Regions from separate parts of the Mus musculus genome. Here region 2 is linked to region 1. A link is a contact called in public Hi-C data. All regions are on one chromosome and are shown on one strand. The core of a region is the stretch at or near the end of the contact, and the rest is flanking DNA. Distances in the headings are between cores, read along the strand shown. Region 1 has its middle 510 kb from the start of Slit2. Region 2 has its middle 61 kb from the start of Slit2.

Region 1 (3,791 bases), core at 252-2,751:
ATGGGGATATACAAGTCAGTCATGTCTGTGACAAAGGACATAGACAATCTGTGGTGAGCTCTTTTCCAAGAAATATTTGGGTAGAGGAAGATTCGCTTTTCTCCAGGCATGACTGGTCTTTGACAACTTGTGGAACTGAATTTTATAAAATAGCCTATTAAGTTTCACTTTCATATATTTACATAGTTAGGACAAAGTCTCATTTGGGAGTCCTGACAATGAGTATGTAGATCCGTCTCCCATGTAAATTCCATTCTCATGTGTTTGTCTTTCTCTCCTAGCTTCTTTGAAAATACCCTTATCCAGTGACTGCTGTGGGGAAGTTCCATGAATGAGGGAAAAATCCTGCCTCCTTTAGCTTATTGTGTGGAGACAACACAGACAAGTTAATTAATATGTTAAAATATGGATGCCTTCACATTTTAATTTGAATATCCAAGACTATAGCAAGTTGAACTGATCCATCATTATTGTATGTAAAATACTCTGATACAAAATAAAGGTCGCAGTGCAGGGCAAGTCTGCTGCTCATACAATTTTAGGTAGATAGATTTGGAAAGAGAACATTAGCAGATCTTGCTCCACTTATGACAGGGGAAATGAGTGTAAAACACCTACTTTCCCCCCTGCTTTTATAGACAGATAAGGAGGAATGAATGGAAGGAAGAAGAAAGAGAAAATATGAAGAAATGGGAGAATGCATGTCCCAGATACTTCTGGTAGAGAAATTTCACATAACCAAATCCTGTCTTAAATGGCTTTTATGTTTTCTAACAAGAAAGGTAATGGACAGAGGGCAGACAGGTGCTAATGGACACAAAAGCATGACCAGTTTAAAACTCATGGATCTGTAAGAAGGTTGCACATACATTTCCTGGTAAGGATCCACTTCCCTTGGAGGTGTGTCTATCTTCTTATTTGAGGATTTGTGTAAGAAAGCCAGCCAATGGTTGCCAATCACTGCAGGTTACATAAATGAACTCATTCTCTGGATATACTCATGTTTCACATTGTTTTTCCTTTCCCTACTCCAAAAGTCCTCAGGATTTCTCATCCAATTCTTTGCCTTGGCTATGTTTATTCTTGTACTTCCTCTTTGGTGTGTGTCCAAACCTCAGGCTAACTTAGAAGAGGCCACACTGTTTAGATATTATTCATTTCTTGAAGTGACTCAGGGATGAAAGTGCCTTTTCTCTGTCGGAAGTGGTAGGAGAATAACATTTGATCCAGGGCTCGAACTATTGAAGGTTACTGGAGCATTGCAGAAAACTGAGTGTGTGTAAGCCCTCCTCATTTGAGCAAAGTGGAAGTGATCTCGTGCCTGCAAGAAAATCATCTCACTCCCCTGTTCTCTGTTACCCGATCTTGTTCTATTTTTCCCTTGGTGTATTGAGATTGAGTATTGAATTTGTTGAGCACGACTCCTCAAACACAATGAACCTCTCTCCTGCAATGTGTTAATGCTTCCAAAGCAGCCACGTCAGAGCAATATCAAATGTCATTACATAGTACATGAAGTGTCAGGGAAACAGTGGGATGACCTCACCGCTCATACACAGAAGGGTCCTGGATTAGATGGCAGTTTAATTCTCACATGTGGCTGAGATTAGAGTACTTTTGTGCCCTCCTGAATGCACACATATGTTGCTTGGTAACAGAATTATGGAGGTCATAGTCATTATAGCATGGTTTTCTTCCACATGTTGTGCACTACAAATCTTTAAAATTATTCATTTTTTCCAATTTTCAGTACATTTATTCATTTTCTCAAAGATTTTCTTACCTATAGTTGATTCTAGTTCAAAAAAATAAAGCATAGTGATTTCAGGCAACATAAACCAGCTGATATGATGCCTTCAACATACATACAGTAGAAGTCTTCCAGGTTTGTGTTCATTCAGAGATGATGCACCTAACCCTCAAGAGACTGGAGGCCCTAGGGGGTTTAGAGGTCAGGTGGGGTGGGGGGTGGGGACATCCACGTGGAAACAGGAGGTTGTGGGGTGAGGTATGGGATGTGGAACAGACAGAGGGTGAATTGGAGAGGGAATAAAATATGAAGTGTAAATATAAATTAATTAAAATTTAAAATGACAGTTATAAAATAAATAAATTCTTAAAAATTAAAAAAGCATAATGATTTCTGTTCTGGTCAACATTTAATCATCCTATTCAAAAGGGCACGTTGAGAACAAGTGAAAAAACGCATCTCTAGATACTACACTTAAGTCATCATCCAAAAGAGCCACATTTATTTTTCTAGTAAGGTAATGGACTAAATCCACAGCTCTTCAGGACCTGAGAAGTGGGAACTAAAGATTTCCTTATCTGTCTCACATGGCAAGCATTTAACAGATCAGCTGGCTAAATGTCCTACCCCATCCTGCACGCGTCCTTCCAAAATGCCAAGTAGATTTGTGTAGGTATAGTTGTTGCAAAGCTCCTATTTAAAGTTAGCATCTGAATATGTTCACATTATTGACCAGTATTTCCTGCCTATAACTGACATAAACACCCAGTTACACAATCAAATTCTGTTATCCAGCCAGCTTCTCAGTTTGTGAACAATGAATAAGATGAATTGCACTTTGGTGTGAGCTTGCTCTTATACCATTTCCCCAGTTACCACCTCTCACCTGGCATTAATTTGGAGCCCACTTCCTCAAAATGTGGAATATTTTGCTTTTTGTCCTCAATGTTTTTTTCAAGATATTACACATGCAGAGTACATTGTCTCATATTTTTTGTGAAAAGCGTTTTTATAATGTTTATGCAAAGAATGTGACTCATATTTTCCATCATCTAACATTTCAACAAATATGTGTACTTAGTATATGCAATTAAAAAATACTTACTTCCTTTGCATTGGTAAGCAAGGAGATTGGTAGACTGTACAGAGTGAAACACTCATCTCACATCTATCCCTACAGAACTTAACGTCTGGTTCCAAGTTTTCCTGGGTGACGTTAAGCCATTTTATTTTCCAAGCTCTGTAAATATTTCAAATAATGAAACTCACTCCCAGAACCCGACTGTGAGCATTTGACTATTTAAGCTGCAGAAAGTACTGAGCAATCAATGATAAAAAGATGCCTGTTGTAGTGTCCTGCATGACAACATTCTCTGGCATCAGCAACAATGTTTCATTCTTCAAATTTGCAATTTGCAGTGTCTAAACTAGTGTCTAAACTAGTATTATAACCTTGGAACACAAAGAAACAAGACACATGTTTTGAAACCTATCACCAGTCTTTCCTTAATCCAGACCTCAATATGTCTTCCTCTCTGCAGACAGAATATATTTTACGAGATATCATACTGGGTAAAGCACAAGAGAAAGATCTTCTTAACTCAAAATGGTCATATCCCATGATGAAGGCGGTAGTACTCACTACAGTGCTCCCTGGAATAAGTGATAGTTCTGACACTTGAATGCTTTTTTATATCTGCTGGTCAGTAGTGTGCAAGTCTAAGTATTTCACATGTGCTATCAAATTCTACTCTGAAACACCGCAAAGATTCACAACTAACATGATGTCAATGTGAAAAGCAGACAAAAATAAACAAGGAGGTAGATGAGGTCACAAAGAGATTGTCACCCATGAAAAGTGGAATTAACACTTTAACCAAGCAAATCTGATTCTAGACACTTTAACTACATCATTTTTTGAGACTTATACATGCCCCCAAAGATGTGACTTTCGACTTCTCAGCTGCTTGTTCCAAGAAATTTGTAGTACAAAGCATACAGTAGGCTCTTGGTAAAAACTTATGAAGTCTCAGAGGGCATT
Region 2 (3,984 bases), core at 922-3,421, 450 kb before region 1:
ACTGCTATCACCTGAGTTTTTGATCTTAGCCATTCTGACTGGTGTGAGGTGGAATCTTGGGGTTGTTTTGATTTGCATTTTCCTGATGACTATGGATGTTGAATATTTTTATGTGCTTCTCAGGCATTCAGTATTCCTCAGTTGAGAATTCTTTGTTTAGATCTGTACCCCATTTTTAAAATAGGGTTATTTGTTCTCTGAAGTTTAACTTCTTGAGTTCTTTGTATATATTGGATATTAGCCCTCTCTTTGTTTTAGGATCGGTAAAGATCCTTTCCTAATCTTTTGGTGACCTTTTTGTCTTATTGACAGTGTTCTTTGCCTTTCAGAAGCTTTTCAATATCATGATGTCCCATTTGTCCATTCTCGATCTTACAGCCCAAGGCACTGGTGTTCTGTTCAGCAATGTTTCCCCTGTGCCCACATCTTTGAGGCTTTTCCCCACTTTCTCCTCTACAAGTTTCAGTGTCCTGGTTTTATGTGGAGGACCTTGATCCACTTAGAACTTAGTTCAAGGAGATAAGAATGGATCATTCGAGTTCTTCTACATGCTAACCACAGGTTGAGCCAGCACCATTTGTTGAAAATGCTGTCTTTTTATCACTGGATGGTTTTAGCTCCATTGTCAAAGATCAAGTGACCATAGGTGTGTGGGCTCATTTCTGGGTCTTCAGTTTTATTCCACTGTCTGTCACTATATCAGTACCATGCAGTTTTATCACAATTGCTCTGTAGTACAGCTTGAGGTCAGGCATTGTGATTCCACCAGAAGTTCTTCTATTGTTTAGAATAATTTTTTGCTATCCTGGGTCTTTTGTTATTCCAGATGAATTTGCAAATTGCCCTTTCTAACTCAGTGAAGAATTGAGTTGGAATTTTGATGGGGATTGCTTTGAGTCTGTAGATTACTTTCGGCAAGATAGCCATTTTTACTATATTAATCTTGCCAATCCATGAGCATGAGAGATCTTTCCACTTTTTGAGATATTCTTCAGTTTCTTTCTTCAGAGACTTGAAGTTCTTATCATACAGATCCTGAGAGGTTCTGCCAGTGCCTGACAAATACAGAAGTGGATGCTTACAGCTATTCATTGAACGGTTCACAGGGTCCCCAGTGAAGGAGCTAGAGAAACTACTCAAGGAGCTAATGGGGTTTGCGCAGGCTCATAGAAGGAACAACAATATGAACTAACCAGTACCCATAGAGCTCCCTGGGACAAAACCACCAACCAAAGAAAACACAGAGTGGGACTCAGGGCTCTAGCTGCAATTGTAGCAGAGGATGGCCTAGTTGGCCATCAATAGGAGGAGAGGCCCTTGGTCCTGTGAAGGCTGGATGCCAGGACCAGGAAGAGGGAGTGGGTGGTTTGATGAGGAGGGGAGGGGAGAGGGTATAGGGTTTTTTTTGAGAGGAAACCAGGAAAGGGGATAACATTTGAAATATAAACCAAGAAAATAGCTAACAAAAAGATTTTTAAAAAGAATATTATTCTCTAGTATTTGTAAATGTTTCTCTCTAACTTACAGGTCCAATGACTCAGGTGAAGGAACATGTTCTTTAAGTGTTTTCTCTTTGTCTTGTATTTCTTGGAAGTATTGAAGAGTTACTGGAATAAAATAAAATACTTTATTGTCTCTCCAAAATTTCTAAACTGGGTGGAAAAGAGGAAAACGGCTGACTAATGCCTGATTTGTTCATTGTCTTAAAGCCACAAATATGTCTCAGCATTCTTCTACATCCCGTGCCCACTCACTCCAACAGCCTTTCAATGGAAGGAATTCATCCCAGAAATGCCAAAATGTAAAGGCAGTGTGCGGTGATAGAGTGGATATCAGTGTCTAGAACTGACAGCATATTTTATTCATTTCCCATGACTTTAGTCTTGTTATTGTCTGAGTCTAAATCTCCTCATCTTAAAATCAGAAATGTTGCAATATTATAGACATATTTATTCTCAGTCAGGTTAGTCTTTCCTGTTCCTAGCATATCTGCATTTCTATACATTAGGAATGTATATTCACCAGAATTCACTTATGTGTTGCCAATTGGACTGGAAGTCATTCCACTATACCAGTTTGTTAAAAGCAAAATTCTAAACAAAGTTTACTCAGAGATGTTGGGAAATAACACTAAAATATGATAGCTATTTGAAAACTTCTATAAAGGTCAGGCAAGCATTTAAACTGCCAACACATTCTATGATCTAGAAAGTGACAATGCTATCAGGACACCCACAGAGAAACCTGTTTTCACTTTGTAGTAAATATTTTTTCCTCACAAAAAGCTTGTTGAAAGAGAAGAAAACTGCCCAAATGTAGAGGAAGTGAAGCAACATTGGTATTTAATTAAAAAGAAATTAGTCATGCTGATGATGAAGGAAGGGGATTTCCATACAACACTTGAGAAACTGAGGCAAAGGACATGAACCAGCCAATAAAAACGAAACTTGCTTAGGACTTTCTAAAGAAGCTCTTAGCAGTTCAGTGAATGTGGCATTTTGCAATGGAGACTGGAAAACCTACTAATGGAGACATTGCGTATTTCTTTTACCAAATAGCTGATGTTGGGAAGTCTAGAACATTCAGAGTTAAATATATCAACAAAATTAAAATAGCAGCAATTCAATAATTGAAACAAGATGCCGTTAACCCTCTAAGTAGCAATTTTCTTAATACATATATGTATTCCAAATGTCCTTTATGCTCCTAAGGAAAAAAATTAAAGAGTATTGATAGGATTTTAAGTTAAAACAAAACAAAACAAAACAAAACAACAATGATAACAATAAAAACAGCAGAAACATATCGTCTGTGTGAAGTTTATTAAAATCCAAGACATTTAAGGATTTCTCTTGTTAATTTTTCCTAATATACATGGGCAAGTGTTCAGTGCTTTCATCTGGGAAAGAAAGTGACAAAAAGTTGGCAAACATACCAATCTAGTGGTTATCAGGAATTCTGGCTCTGCCTGCCTTCCCATGTAACCTCATCTGAAGTCTCATCATCCAGGGCATGTCCTGGGAGGTGAATTATTTCACTTCTATGCTTCTCTAGTTCCAAGAGGCACAAACAGCAAGTTGATCAGACTTCCAGGTTCTGCTATGATTCCTCTTTTCCTATGCCTTATCACTCTTCATTGGTGACTGAAAACATTCTGCCTTTGGGGAAATCTCACTGAGTGCTCCTGGAGACGTGTAGTTTTCAAGATGGCAAGTGTATGGTTGTCAAGACAAAGTTAAAAGGTTTTGATTTGAATCTATTTGTTTTCATTTTTTCAAAGTAAAGCTGACAATGTACAATGAAGGGCAGGGAATCCAAGAGATGATGTTAGGTCAATAATCAAGGTTGGAGTACTGGGAGAACTCAGAGAAGAAGATGGAGAATCCCACTACCAAGCAGTCAGGCAGATAGCAAGTTTATTCTCCTCTACATTTTATTCAATCAGGATGTCAGCAGCTTGGGCCATCTCTACCATTGCTTTGGATAAAGACATATGCTTTAATAATTTCTACAATGTAAATGTGAATATAGGCCAGGCAACATGGCTCCACGGTAAAGGGACTTGATGCCAAGCTTGAAGAAATGAGTTCAGTCTAAGATTATAAGGTAGAAAAGAGGTGGGGGAGTAGGCTACTGAAAGTTGTCCTCTGACCTCTCTCTATACGCTGTGGTATGCATGGCATTTCCGCCTCAACAATAAACAAATAATTGTAATTAATAGTGTGAATCTACTCTGAAAACATCTTTTCACACAGAAAGAATGTTTAACTATGTATCTGGACATCTTGTTGGTCACTAAAGTATTTTAGCTTTGATTTTTTATTAGATATTTTCTTCATTTATATTTCAAATGCTATCCTAAAATCCCCTATAACCCCTCCCCGCCCTGCTTCCCTACCCACCCAATTCCATTTCTTGGCCCTGGCATTCCCCTGTACTGGGGCATATAAAGTTTGCAATACCAAGGGGCCTCTCTTCCCAATG

The links. Hi-C and Micro-C count contacts between places; a contact is called where the count stands out from the background.
Region 2: a Hi-C map of the C2C12 cell line shows a contact between it and region 1, with 1.9 times the contacts expected there. The contact joins two enhancer-like sites.

The regions. Positions count from the first base shown.
Region 1 is chr5:47,469,936-47,473,726 of GRCm38.p6, reverse strand. No RefSeq gene overlaps it. Among named protein-coding and RNA genes, the nearest start is that of Slit2, 510 kb to the left of the region's middle. Within about 2 kb of position 1,501, at least 43 of the 459 cell types and tissues checked have an H3K27ac peak or open chromatin away from gene starts, as enhancers often do. A contact at or near this core is called in the C2C12 cell line, where this site is marked.
Region 2 is chr5:47,919,673-47,923,656 of GRCm38.p6, reverse strand. No RefSeq gene overlaps it. Among named protein-coding and RNA genes, the nearest start is that of Slit2, 61 kb to the left of the region's middle. Within about 2 kb of position 2,171, at least 23 of the 459 cell types and tissues checked have an H3K27ac peak or open chromatin away from gene starts, as enhancers often do. A contact at or near this core is called in the C2C12 cell line, where this site is marked.